Linked DNA regions of Macaca mulatta: region 2 is linked to region 1. Evidence: chromatin contacts called from public Hi-C data. All regions are on one chromosome and are shown on one strand. The core of a region is the stretch at or near the end of the contact, and the rest is flanking DNA. Distances in the headings are between cores, read along the strand shown. Region 1 holds the start of CERS2 (ceramide synthase 2). Region 2 holds the start of ARNT (aryl hydrocarbon receptor nuclear translocator).

The links. A called contact is a pair of places that touch in the nucleus more often than the background predicts.
Region 2: a contact with region 1 is called in a Hi-C map of liver, with 2.0 times the contacts expected there. The contact joins the promoter of ARNT here to the promoter of CERS2 in region 1. A contact is called at or near these places in 2 of 14 Hi-C or Micro-C datasets (fetal cortex germinal zone and liver).

What each region holds. Positions count from the first base shown.
Region 1 is chr1:116,129,546-116,135,954 of T2T-MMU8v2.0, forward strand. It overlaps CERS2 (ceramide synthase 2), which reads left to right and starts at 4,736. Exons shown (of 11, transcript NM_001261642.1): 1 at 4,736-4,816. ANXA9 (annexin A9) reads right to left here and starts at 67. Exons shown (of 15, transcript XM_077947997.1): 1 at 1-67.
Region 2 is chr1:116,235,196-116,242,217 of T2T-MMU8v2.0, forward strand. ARNT (aryl hydrocarbon receptor nuclear translocator) reads left to right here and starts at 1,315. Exons shown (of 20, transcript XM_077948260.1): 1 at 1,315-1,472. The coding sequence starts at 1,448.

The sequences.
Region 1 (6,409 bases), core at 3,486-5,985:
AAGGGACTCCTGGCCAGCCTGCCAGGTTGAACTCTGAATATGAAGGCCAACAGAGGCTCAGTCACATGGCAGAAGCGAAGTCGTTTCCTGTGAGGAGTGTGTGTGTGATGCGTTCACAATCACTGCGCTGAAACCTGCTGCAATCTCATTCCTCTCCCTAGGTTTTGTTTTGTTCAACTTCAGGGCCGGACTGCAGTTGTTTACAGATGTACTGATCACCTTCCATCCCCATGTTGTACATTTTAGAATTGCAGAGTTGGAGAAAATCTTAGAGAGGATCTAATCTACCACCTTTTCTTTTCTTTTTCTTTTCTTTTTTTTTTTTTTTTTTTTTGAGGCGGAGTCTCACTCTGTGGCCCAGGCTGGAGTGTAGTGGTGTGATCTCGGCTCATTGCAACCTCCAACTCCCTGGTTCAAGCAATTCTCCTGCCTCAGCCTCCCGAGTAGCTGGGATTACAGGCATGCACCACCATGCCCAGATAATTTTTGTATTTTTAATAGAGATGGGGTTTCACTATGTTGGCCAGGCTGGTCCCAAATTCCTGACCTCAGGTGATCCACCCACCTTGGCCTCCCAAAGCGCTGGGATTATAGGCATGAGCCCCGTACCCAGCCTTTTATTTATTTTTGAGATGGAGTCTTGCTCTGCTACTCAGGCTGGAGGGCAGTGGCATGATCTCGGCTCACTGCAACAAACCTCCCCCTCCTAGGTTCAAGCAATTCTCCTGCCTCAGCCTCCCAAGTAGCTGGGACTACAGACAGGCATGTGCCACCATGCCTAGCTAAATTTTGCATTTTTAGTAGAGATGAGGTTTCACCATGTTGGGCAGGCTGGTCTTGAACTCCTGACTGCAGGTGATCCACCCACCTCGGCCTCCCAAAGTGTTGGGATTACAGGCGTGAGCCACCGGGCCTGGTCCCTACATTGCTTTTCTGCGAATACTTTCCATTGCCTGATTTCAGAATACATAGAAACTCCTCTTGGCTATTTTACCTCGTTAGGAAATGTTTCCTCCCCGAAACTCCTGGCCCCTGAATCTCCATTAGGTACTAGCTAGGGTCTGCTTCTTACTCAAATAGGCTTCAGTGTTTACAGTTCCACCTGACCTGAAAAAACCCACCTTCCACATTTGGGATCCATGTATGCTTGCCTATCCACAAAGCCAGGCCAGATATCTAAACTATGGGCTGAAGGCCTAGAGATGGCCTGTCCTCTCCTTGGGACACCTCAGCAGCCCATACAGAGGAAGTGAGTCACTGCAAGGCAGGCGGCACTTGGGGCACTGTGGGCGTGGCCATGCCAGCCTGCGTGCTGGGGGATGGGTTGGAAGGGTGGTGATCACAGTCTCTGGTCCAGCCAAGGCAAGCGTTGTGTGTGCTCCTCAGGCATGTTGACAGAGCTGGTCGCATCATCCCAGTGCTGGCTGAGGCCCAGTTTCCCCTTCTCCATCCACCTTCTCCTTTGTCTCCTGGGGGAGGAATATACCCTCTTATCTTTATTTCTCAGGCCCTGGTTATCCAACTTCGGCCCCAGAACTTCCCCTCCCCACTGCTATCTTAAAAAAAAAAAAAAAAAGTTAACCAGTCTTCAGTTCTCCTGAGGAAGCATTTAAAAAGTCTGGTGGTGGCCGGGCACGGTGGCTCAAGCCTGTAATCCCAGCACTTTGGGAGGCCGAGACGGGCGGATCACTAGGTCAGGAGATCGAGACCATCCTGGCGAACACGGTGAAACCCCGTCTCTACTAAAAAATACAAAAAACTAGCCGGGCGAGGCGGCGGGCGCCTGTAGTCCCAGCTACTCGGGAGGCTGAGGCAGGAGAATGGCGTGAACCCGGGAGGCGGAGCTTGCAGTGAGCTGAGATCCGGCCACTGCACTCCAGCCCGGGCGACAGAGCCAGACTCCGTCTCAAAAAAAAAAAATAAAAATAAAAATAAAAATAAAAATAAAAATAAAAAGTCTGGTGGGGACTACAGGAAAGCTTGGCACTTAGGAAAACCACAAGAGAGGGATTCAGAACTAAAAGAAGGAAGATGAGTAGGACGGAGGTGTGGAGAGTGTTAGAGAGAGACCAGAAGGTGAGCTGCGGCCCAAAGAGCCCTGGAACTGTGCTGGAAAAAAGGTGTGTAGGTAGCAGATAAGGATTCTGGGGAGAGCACTTAAGAAAGGAAGAGGGAACTTTGGAATTAGAAGAATGAAAGGAGGAGAGTTCCAATGGGGTAGAAAGAGACAATTGGGATGCAAGGTGGCTCACACCTGTAATCCCAGCACTTTGAAAGGCCAAGGAGGGTGGATGGCTTGAGCTCAGGAGTTCACGACTAGCGTGAGTGACATGGTGAAATCTCGTGTCTCTACCAAAAATACAAAAACTAGCCGGGCGTGGTGGTGCCGCCTGTGGTCCCTGCTACTTGGGAGGCTGAGGTGGAGGACATCTTGAGCCTGGAAGGTCGAGGCTGCAGTGACAGAGTGAGACCTCATCTCCAAAGGAAAAAAAAAGAAAGAAAGGAAAGAAAGATACAATGGAAGATATGCTAATAAGGGAGGGAGGAGAAAACGTGGCTGGAGGGGTTGCTGGAAACTGAGAAATCAGGCAGGCCTGGGGCTTAGAAAAGCCTGGAGAAGGCCGGGCGTGGTGGCTCACGCCAGTAATCCCAGCACTTTGGGAGGCCGAGGCGGGCAGATCACAAGGTCAGGAGAACGAGACCACGGTGAAACCCCGTCTCTACTAAAAATACAAAAAATTAGCCGGGCGCGGTGGCCGGCGCCTGTAGTCCCAGCTACTCAGGAGGCTGAGGCAGGAGAATGGCGTGAACCCGGGAGGCAGAGCTTGAAGTGAGCCGAGATCGCGCCACTGTTCTCCAACCTGGCGACGGAGCGAGACTCCATCTCAAAAAAAAAAAAAAAAAAAAAAAAAAAAATGCCTGGAGAAGCCCTCGGAGCTGGTTAGGGGCCACCACTCCCATCTTTCCCATGGTGTGCCTGGGCTGCGCATCCCCGTGAAAAGAGAGGCAGAACAAGCGGGTCGGACAGCCTCCTTACCCTACAGAAAGGGCCTGAGATGAGGGATGGGCCCTCCAACAGGATTAGTGGGGGTTGCACTCCTTCCTACCAGGACTTGACCAGATAAACGGGAAACAAGCTAGCGTCAGAGGCTCTGATGGCGACAGCGTAAAAAAGGCAACACTTCATCTGGGTTAGAAATTTGACAAAAGTATCTCTCCATGGAGTAAGCTGCAGCTCTCCCTGTATAGGAGCCCTCAAATACATCTTAGTCATCATTCGTTCCCGTTAGGAGTTAAGACCAGCTTTCTAGGAAAAACATGTTGCGTCTTCCAACAGTAATTACTTCCGAAACAGTAATTTTACCACACAACTCAAAGGGAAATTTTTTTTTTTTTTTTTTAATTTATAAAGGAGATGGGGGTCTCACTATATTAATCAAGCTGGTCTTGAACTCCCGACCTCAAGTGATCTGCCTGCTTCGGCCTCCCCAGGTGCTGGGATTACAGGCATGAGCCACCGCGCCAGGCCAAGGGGAGAACACAGTTTTTTTTTTTTTTTTTTTTTTTTCCTGAGAGGGAGTCTCGCTCTGTCGCCCAGGCTGGAGTGCAGCAGCGAGATCTCGGCGCACTGCAAACTCCACCTCCAGGGTTCAAGCGAGTCTCATGCCTCAGCCTCCCGAGTAACTGGGATTATAAGAGCGTGCCACCGTGCCCAGCTAAGTTTTGTATTTTTAGTAGAGATGGGGTTTCACCATGTTGGCCAGGCTGGTCTCGAACGCCTGACCTCAGATGATCTGCCCGCCTCAGCCCCCCAAAGTGCTGGGATCACAGGCGTGAGCCACCGCGCCCGTCCGGGAAACACTTTTTAACACGAAATCGAATACGGATAAAGGTAGTGTCATTTGAAAACTCAAATACATTTTACAAAACAAAAGTTGGGGTGGCTCTTTGAGACAGGGCCCTCGGGTGTGCGCACGTTCGGGTTTGCTCTTCCTTGCCACCGGGGTGGGTCCCGTAGCACCTGGGTGGAAAGTCCGCGGCTTTTACGGCGGGGTAGGCGAGGGTCGCCCGAGGGGTCGCAGGCTCTGACTGGGTCTGGAGGCTCGGCTGCTTGGGTCTGCCCTGGAGAGGTTTTCAGCTTCGGCGCGAGGCACTTGGGCAGGACCCCCGGGCTGCGCCCTCCTCCGCCCGCGCCCCGTGGGGCTGGAAGTGGGAATGTGCCCACTCCGGCGGGGACCCGGGGCCGCACAGCAGTTGGGGGTGGGTGTGGGTGGGGGTGGGTAGGAGTGAGGGGGCAGGGACGCCGCCGCTCGGAGCCCGGGACCCCGCGGCATCCAGTGCGTCTGTGTCGGTCCCGGTGGGAGACCTCCCACCACGAAAACAGACCGAAGCGGCCGGAGGAGCCCGCACCCGCCTCCCCACGTCGGGGGCTTCTCTAGAGCACGGTGACGGGCGTGGGCGTGGCTGCGGGCCCGGGAGCGGAGGGCTGGGGTCCCGGCTCCGCGCCGGGGCGGAGGGGCAGCCGCAGCGCAACGGCCCGCCCCGCCCTCGCCTCGCGTCCACGCCCAGCCTCCCGGCCCCTGGGCTGCTCGCGGCCTTTCTTTCCCGGCTGGGCTCGGGCTCAGCTCGACTGGGCTCGGCGGGCGGCGGCGGCGGCGGCGGGCGGAGGAGGGAGGGCGAGGGCGGGCGCGGGCCGGCGGGCGGGCGGAAGAGTGAGGAGAGGCGCGGGGAGCCAGGCCTCGGGGCCTCGGAGCAGCCACCCGAGCAGACGGATCACACGGAGCAGCGGCCCCGGCCCCGCCGGATCTGCAGCCGAGTGAGTCGGGGCCCCCGCCCGGCGCCCGATCCCCGCGCGGGGGTGGGAAGGGGCTGCGGAAAAGTTGGGAGCCCCGGAGGCCGCTTTGTCGCAGGGCGGCGGAGGGGCCGGGCTGGGGAGGCCGCGGGGCCGGGGCGGGGGGCGGCGCTGGCGGGGTCGCTGCGGGCGCTCATGGCGGCGGCCGGGGAGGGCGGGCGCAGCGCCTCAAGGGAGCGGCCGGGGCCGGCGGGCCTGGCGCCGCGGAGTCCGCGGTAGCGCCGCCCCGAGCCGGAGGAGCCCTCCTGGGCAACAGGTAGGGCGGGAGGTGGGGACGCGGGGGCTGCGGGCGACGGGGCCGAGCCGCGGGCGCCCCTTTGTTGGAGAGTGGAGGAGCCTGGTGACCATTGGCGTGGGAGCCTCCACCCTGGCAGCGGTCCGCGGGGTTGCCCCGGCCTGGACGCGTCCTGTGGCTCGGGTGGGAGGAGAGGGGAGGGCCCTGCCCCGTTTTCTTCCTACCGGCCCACGGTGCCCACCTCGCAGGCGAGGTCAGAGCTTCCATGTGCTTAACGGGAAACAGGAAGGAGCGGCCCAGAGCGCCTGCCCCGGCCGGCAGGGCTAAGGCATACCGTTATGAGGTGTGGATGGCTGGCAAGGGAGCTCCTGGTGGAACTGGCTTTTTGGGCCGTAGCTTGTTAATCACCAGAGGCCCGTGGCAAGTGGGTTGACTGCAGGTGTAGAGCATTCATCTTTAGCCTGCAGTTGGAGTTTCTCCCTCCCTAAGCCTGGCTCCTGGCATCAAAACCTGGTTTCAGTCACCTGAGTTGCCAGGCCCAGGTTCAGGGGGTTCTGAGGATCGTGACGAATGCAGTGCTCCCCTGTTCCTGGAGAACTAAGCCCCAGCAGGCCTCCAGCAGGGACTTATATCTGTGCTGGGGCAGGGGTGGGTGGGGGTTGCTGCCCCATACCGGAGTCGGCGTGACCGCACCTGGGTGTGAGTGGCTGCACATGTAAAGGGGCTCCTAAGGGTAAGGACTTGTCTGCAGCCCTGTCCCTGAGGACCTGGCCCTGAGCATACCATGATCTGCACAGTCTGTGTTCCAGAGAGAGATCCTTTTCTCCCCTGGTCCCCTACTCCCCTCACTGGGGCCTCTGGCCAGATTTTCCCCTGGGAGGAAGGGCCTCCTTTTTCCCCTGTCACTGTCCACAGGCTGGCTGATCCTTCACTGTGTCCTTCAGCACCGCCCCAGCTGTCTCTTAAACCCACCGGCCTCTCCCTGCCCCTGGGGCCATAGTCTCCTGCAGTGTTTGGATCTGTGGAGGCCTTTGGTGGGACTTTCCAGACAAGCTGTAGGCCAGATGGGGCTGAGGACTGCTGTTCTGACCGCCTTTCACCCACCTCTTCTTACAATCTGGCTTATTTTGAGGCCCATCCTGCAGCCTGGAGGGATAACACACCTCTCCTTGGCTCCATCCATGGCCTGTCAACTTCTAGTTCATGACTTGCTGCTGTTGCCTGAAAAAAGTTTTCAACAAGGAAGAGACTATTCAGGACTTCTTCAGTGGAAGCAGGGAGCCGGTGGGACCTTTGTCACTCCTCCCTTGTCAACAACCGCT
Region 2 (7,022 bases), core at 65-2,564, 100 kb after region 1:
AAAATTAAGAAAAAAGAAAATAAATCTGCACAGCCATCATCTTGTTGATTCCCTATTAAAAACTCCTCACTGGCCGGGTGTGGTGGCTCACGCCTGTAATCCCAGCACTTTGGGAGGCTGAGGTGGACGGATTGCCTGAGGTCAGGAGTTCGAGACCAGTCTGGCCAACATCGTGAAACCCCATCTCTACTAAAAACACACAAAAAATTAGCCGGGCGTGTGGCATGCGCCTGTAATCCCAGCTACTCAGGAGGCTGAGGCAGAGGAATTGCTTGAACCAGGGAGGTGGAGGTTGCAGTGAGCCGATATTGCGCCACTGCACTCCAGCCTGGATGACAGAGGGAGACTTCGTCTCAAATACAAACAAACAAAACTCCTCATTATGTACCTATCACTGACCAAAGGAAGTTACCCATTCTCAAAATACTTTCTTCATCCACTGCCTCCAGTTTTGGCTGGCAATATCTCCCATACCAAACCGTTAACACCCAGATCCTTTTACACTACCAGTCCCATAGCAGGCATTAAAAAGTTAGTTATTTAACTTTTTTCACCAGGGACAAAAGTCCTTAAAACAGGAAAAAAACTGGAAAGGATTACAAATCACCATGTGAAGTTTAAGTATTAGAGCACCTAAAGAGGATTTACAAGATAAGTTGTCTGCAGGGCAACCACTCAGACGACGAATCCACCACCAAGAGAAGGTTTTTAGTCAAATATCCTTTTTTTAGTAAAATATCCTTTTTTTTTTTTTTTTGAGATGGAGTTTTGCTCTCGGTGGCCCAGACGAGTACAGTGGTGTGGCGCGATCTCGGTTCACTGCAACCTCTGCCTCCCAGGTTCAAGCGATTCTCCTGCCTCAGCCTCCCAAGAAGCTGGGATTACAGGCATGTGCCACCACGCCCAGCTAATTTTGTATTTTTAGTAGAGACGGGGTTTTCGCCATGTTGGCCATGGCTGGTTTCGAACCCCTGACCACAGGTGATCCGCCGGCCTGGGCCTCCCAAAGTGCTGGGATTACAGGCGCGAGCCACCGCGCCCTGCCTAAAATACCCATTTTAATTGCATTTCAATGACGTTACTCGGTCATTGACCTCTTACGCAAGGAGGGCGGGGTTAGGGAGACAGCTGGACTTCTTCCTCGCCCTCCCTCCACTGGACTGGCTGGCGCAGGGAGTAGCCCTGCCCTTGGTCGATTTGGCATCTTCATTGGTCAATTTTTTCCTAGGAGGCGGTCGTGTGTTGATTCCGCCCACTATATAGGCGGGGTCTCTCCGCCACAGGGGCTGGGATGGTGGGGCTGCTGAAGCCGCCATCTTGGATTCCGCGGTAGCGGAGGCGCCGCTTCTGGGGAGTGGCCTTTCTCTTCCCCTCCCTCCCGGTTCGGTGGCGGCGGCTCCTCCCACTGGGGGGGGGGGGTGGCGCGGCGGCGGTGGCATCTACGGCCATGGCGGCGACTACTGCCAACCCCGGTGAGGAGACGGAGGACTGGGGCGCCTCTAAAGGGGAGGGGCTGAAGGGGCTGACAACTAAGGAGACCCAGGGCTGAGGGGACGCAGCTGGAGCTGAAGGCGCCGGGGCGGGGCGGAGGCCGCGAGGGACGGTGGGGGAGCGGTGACCTGGGGAGGGGCGCGATCCTGGGGACTTGGGTAGACTCAAGGTGGAGGGAGCGAGGGGGCAGGTGGGAGTTGGGGGCTCCCTCTCCTGACCTCCGTTGGAGCGGCGGCCAGTGGGGGCTGGCTCGCCCTCACTCCTCGGGCGGCGTCTGGTCTGTGATGTGGTCCTCTTTTAACCCTCTGCCCGCTGGAGCCGCTTGATGCCGAATACTGTAGGCAGAGTGGCTCCGTTTACTTTAAGAGTAGTTTGGATTCATAAACCCTGGAACATATTGCTCTTTAGTTGACGTGTTGCTTCCAAACATTTAAAGGTTTAGATTTTAATTTTAAAAATAAAAAATTGACGTTCTTTGATATATACGACATCTCTTTAGGCTGTTACCTCCCACCCGCAACCCCCGTCCCCGTCCCCGGACTATACTTTGAAACTTAGATCTTGTGTTAAGAGGGCCTGTCTGCCTGCTGAGGGCAGGGGTTTGTGTAATGGTTGTGGTTTCGGACAGGTCTTTAGTCCACAGCCCCAGGTTTAAATCTTGTTAGGCCTAGGTCCAGGCAGTTTCCAAACTCTTTCAGAAAAGTTTGATTCCACACCATTTCTCAGTTTCAAAAAATAATCAAATATCGAAAAGATCTAGTCTGTTTTGTCTAAGAGATGGAATAGGGTGTAGTGCAGTTCTAGAGAGATCAGATCTTCAAATTACTAGTCCCACCCTGCCCTCTTTCCTCTATGTTACAGTTATTTCTCCTTAGAAGGTATTTCATTTTAGGGGCCTAGTTTATCTTGCAGACTTTGGTCATTCTTGCAAAATAAAGTCTATCCGTTTCCAAAAACCAATATATTTGATAGCCTTAAAAAGAAAGGGCCTTGAGGTGTGTGTGTGTGTTGCGGAGAATTTCTTGAAAATACAACAGTGGGAGTGATTACCCCCATCCCCACATTGAAATTTAGATTTTTTTTTCCTGTTACTGAAAGGCAGTATTATTTTGCAATATCCAGATTTTGCTGGACAGTTGAATCACTGAAATTTCTTTTCTACCATGTTTCTGGGAACAGCTATTTTAAGAAATGATTAATTTGTCACATGTCATTATCTGTATTTAATTTTTAAAAATTTTTTTTAAAGGAAAGAGAGGTAAAATTAATGGCAAAAATTACATTGCGGGAAGTGCTGAGTGATAGAATAAAACTATAAAACAGGAAAAATGCCATTATGGCAAACCTGACCTTGTAGTAATATAACCTATCTGTGAACTATGGAATAAATAAACAAGATTTTTAACTGATCACACATTGCAAAATACTTATATAACCCTAGTTAAATTGCAAAGCATTTCTCTTATTAAGAAGTCGCCTGAGTAAACAAGTTTTAGTTCATATGTCAGGAGCTTTTTTCCAGCTGTGTGGGTGGGGTTGCTTTATTTTGTTTTGTTTTTTAAACAGCAGCAACCAGAATGACAGCCTCTTGACCATATCTTCATAAGCTGATCAATATCAGCTTAAATCTCAGCAGAAAATAGCATGTGTTTGTGTGTATGTGTGTATGCAGAATCCTTGTTAATGAAACGCTTTGTTTACTATGCTTTGGCTGCTTGGTTCTGCAATTTTTAGATTTCCTTTTTCTTTTTCTTTTCCTTTCTCCTCTCCCCTCTCCCCTCTTTTTCTTTTGATGCAGGGTCTTGCTTCTTGCTCTGTCGCCCGGTCTGGAGTACAGTGGCAAGATCACTGCTCACGGCATCTTCCACCTCCGGGGCTCAAGTGATCTTCTCACGATCAGCCTCCTGAATAGCTGGGACTACAGGTGCCTTGCCACCATGCCTGGTTAATTTTTAAATTTTTTTGTGGAGACAGATGCCTTGCTATGTTGCTCACGCTGATCTTGATCTCCTGGTCTCAAGCAAGCCTTGCCTCAGTCTCTCAAAGTTGGGAATACAGGTGTGAGACACTCTACCTGGCCAGATATCTTTTTTGATATTAAAAAATTCTTCCATCTCTTCTAACTTATCGATTCCATGTTCAGTTCAATCAAATCAGAAGATATGTTTTCTTTTTTCTTTTCTCCCTTTGCACTTTTATATCAAGAGGAAGAGAGCATAGATACATTGTGGATTTTTTCAGTAGTCTATTGCATTTTGGGAAATGAGATTAATGAATGGAGGGACATTAGGTGGAAATGTACTGTGCTTAGTGAAAGTAAATGTTTTCAGGTCAGAATTCTTTGCTATACTGTCATACCTTCTTTCCTTAGAGCCATTTTAAGGACTAGGGACACCATGCCTATTTCTTTGAGTTTTTTCTACTTTGTATTTTTGCTGGAGTACTAATTTTTTTTTTTTTTTTTTAACAATTCTTGTTAGTTTTGTCAAGACTATTTAAAAAAAAATTTCACTCTTTAAGCTTCACTTGAGTTAATCCTTTTTAAAAATATATTTATTTTTATTTTTGAGACAGGGTCTCGCTCTGTCTCCCAGACTGTAGTGCAGTGGTGTAATCACAACTCACTGCAGCCTTGAACTCCTGAGCTCAAGTGATCTTGCAGCCTCAGCCTCCTGAGTATCTGGGTCTACAGACACACACCACCACACCTGGATACATTTTTTAACTTTTTGTAGAAATGGGATCTTGCTATGTTGCCCAGGCTGGTCTTGAACTCCTGGCCTCAAGCAATCCGCCCACCTCACCCTCCTAAGCTGCTGGGATTATAGGTGTGAGCCACTGATCCGGCCAAGTTAATCCTTAGGGTTAGTAATAGCGCTTAAACATGTTAATTGTGCTGGTGGCCCTGCAGTGTTTTTCAAGGGGACCAGGTTCTTCTGCATTTTTCACTGTGGTGCTGCATTAGAAGAAGAGCAAAATATGGTTGATACTCTCTAAGAGTTGTGTTGAAGTAATAGTTCTAATGTGATTTTTTTTTGTCAAATTGATAATTCTTCATATTCTATCATTTTTCACTGGTTCTACTTATCACTGGCAAGTAGAACTCCGTGGGTAGGTGGTCCATGAAACTTTAGGCTATTTCTTTCTTGTCTATGGACTACTAACAGTTTTGAGGAACACATTTTTTTTCCCCATAGGAGAGGGTCTTGCTCTGCCACCGAGGCTGGAGTACAGTGACACAATCATGCCTCACTGCAGCCTTGACCTTCTGGGACCATGTGATCCTCCCACTTCAGCCTCCTAAGTAGGTGGGACCACAGGTGTGCACCACCATGGCTGGCTAATTTTAAATTTTTTTTAGAGACAGGGTCTTGCTATGTTGCCCAGGCCCGTGTTTAACTCCTGGCCTTAAGTGATCTTCCTGTATTGGGCCCCCGCTAAGAGCTGGGATTATAGGCATGAGCCACCATGCCCAGCCAAGGTGGAACACTTTTTAAATTGAATGTGTGATTTGTAATGCATTGGCTGAGGGAATAGTTGGGAGGAGATTCGGTATTTGATTTACAGTTCCAAATTCAGACTAGAGACGTTGAATTAGTTTGTAGTAAATGTAGGTTTTTTTCTCTCTTGATTCTGGTATTCTCATTAGTAGAGAATTCTTTTTGTGCTATTATGTATAAGTTACGGTGGATGGAGAATGTAGTAGAAGGAAAAGGGTAATACCGTTTGGGTTTGCAAGGCTGTCATTTAGGAAGAAAATTTTTTTTAGCTATTTTTCACCTATGTAACTTACAGTTTTAACTGCATCAATTAACAAAATTCTTTTTTTTTTTTTTTTTTTTTTTGAGATGGAGTCTTGCTCTGTTGCCCTGGCTGGAGTGCAGTGGCCGGATTTCAGCTCACTGCAAGCTCCGCCTCCCAGGTTTACGCCGTTCTCCTGCCTCAGCCTCCCGTGTAGCTGGGACTACAGGCGCCTGCCACCTCGCCCAGCTAGTTTTTTTGTATTTTTTAGTAGAGACGGGGTTTCACCGTGTTAGCCAGGATGGTCTCGATCTCCTGACCTCGTGATCTGCCCGTCTCGGCCTCCCAAAGTGCTGGGATTACAGGCTTGAGCCACCACGCCCAGCCACAAAATTCTTACCTGTTACCTTCATTTACCTTTTTCAGATATGGGAAAATAGGAATTCATACAGTGTAAAGTTAAGATGTCAAGATATTCTTTTATGGCCAGGTGTGGTGGCTTGTGCCTCTAATCCCTTTGGGAGGCCGAGGCAGGCAGATGGCTTGAGCCCAGGAATTTGAGACCAGCCTGGACAACATGACAAAACCGCTTATCTACAAAAAATACAAAAAATTATCCAGGCACTGTGGTGTACTTTTATAGTCCCAGCTACGTGGGAAGCTAAGATGGGAGTATCACCTGAGCCTGGAAAGTTGAGACTGCAGTGAGCTGTGATCATGCCACTGTACTCCAGCCTAGGTGTCACAGTGAGACCCTGTCCCCCAACAAAAAAAGAGATATTATTATATTGCAAAGGCCTTTTTTTTTTTTTTTTTTTTTTTGAGACAGGCTCTGCCTGTGTCACCCAGGCTGGAGTGCAATGGCGTGATCTTGGCTCACTGCAACCTCTGCCTCCTGGGTTCAAACAATTCTTCCGCCTCACCCGAGTAGCTGGGATTACAGGCACCTGCCACCACGCCGGCTAATTTTTTATTTTTAGTAGAGACGAGGTTTCTCCATGTTGGCCAGGCTGGTCTTGAACTCCTGACCTCAGGTGATCCGCCCGCCTCGGCCTCCCAAAGTGCTGGGATTACAGGCGTGAGCCACTGCACCTGGCCACCATCTTTTTTTTTTTTTTTTTTTTTTTGAGACAGAGTCTTGCTTAGTCGCCCAGGCTGGGGTGCAATGGCGCGATCTCGGCTCACTGCAAGCTCCGCCTCCCGGGTTCACGCCATTCTCCTGCCTCAGCCTCCCGAGTAGCTGGGACTACAGGCGCCCGCCGCCTCGCCCGGCTAATTTTTTGTATTTTTAGTAGAGACGGGGTTTCACCGTGTTAGCCAGGATGGTCTCGATCTCCTGACCTCGTGATCCACCCGCCTCGGCCTCCCAAAGTGCTGGGATTACAGGCGCGAGCCACCGCGCCCGGCCTTTTTTTTTTTTTTTATTATTATACTTTTAAGTTCTAGGGTACATGTGCATAACGTGCAGGTTTGTTACATATGTATACATGTGCCGTGTTGGTGTGCTGCACCCATCAACTCGTCAGCACCCATCAACTTGTCATTTACATCAGGTATAACTCCCAATGCAATCCCTCCCCCCTCCCCCCAACCACTGTCTGTTTTTAAGAATACTGCCTTGGCTGGGCGCGGTGGCTCATGCCTGTAATGCCAGCACTTTGGGAGGCCGAGGCAGGTGGATCACCTGAGGTCAGGAGTTTGAGACCAGCCTGACCAACACGGCAAAACCCCATCTCTACTAAAAATACAAAAATTAGCCGGGCATGGTGGCAGGTGCCTATAATCCCAGG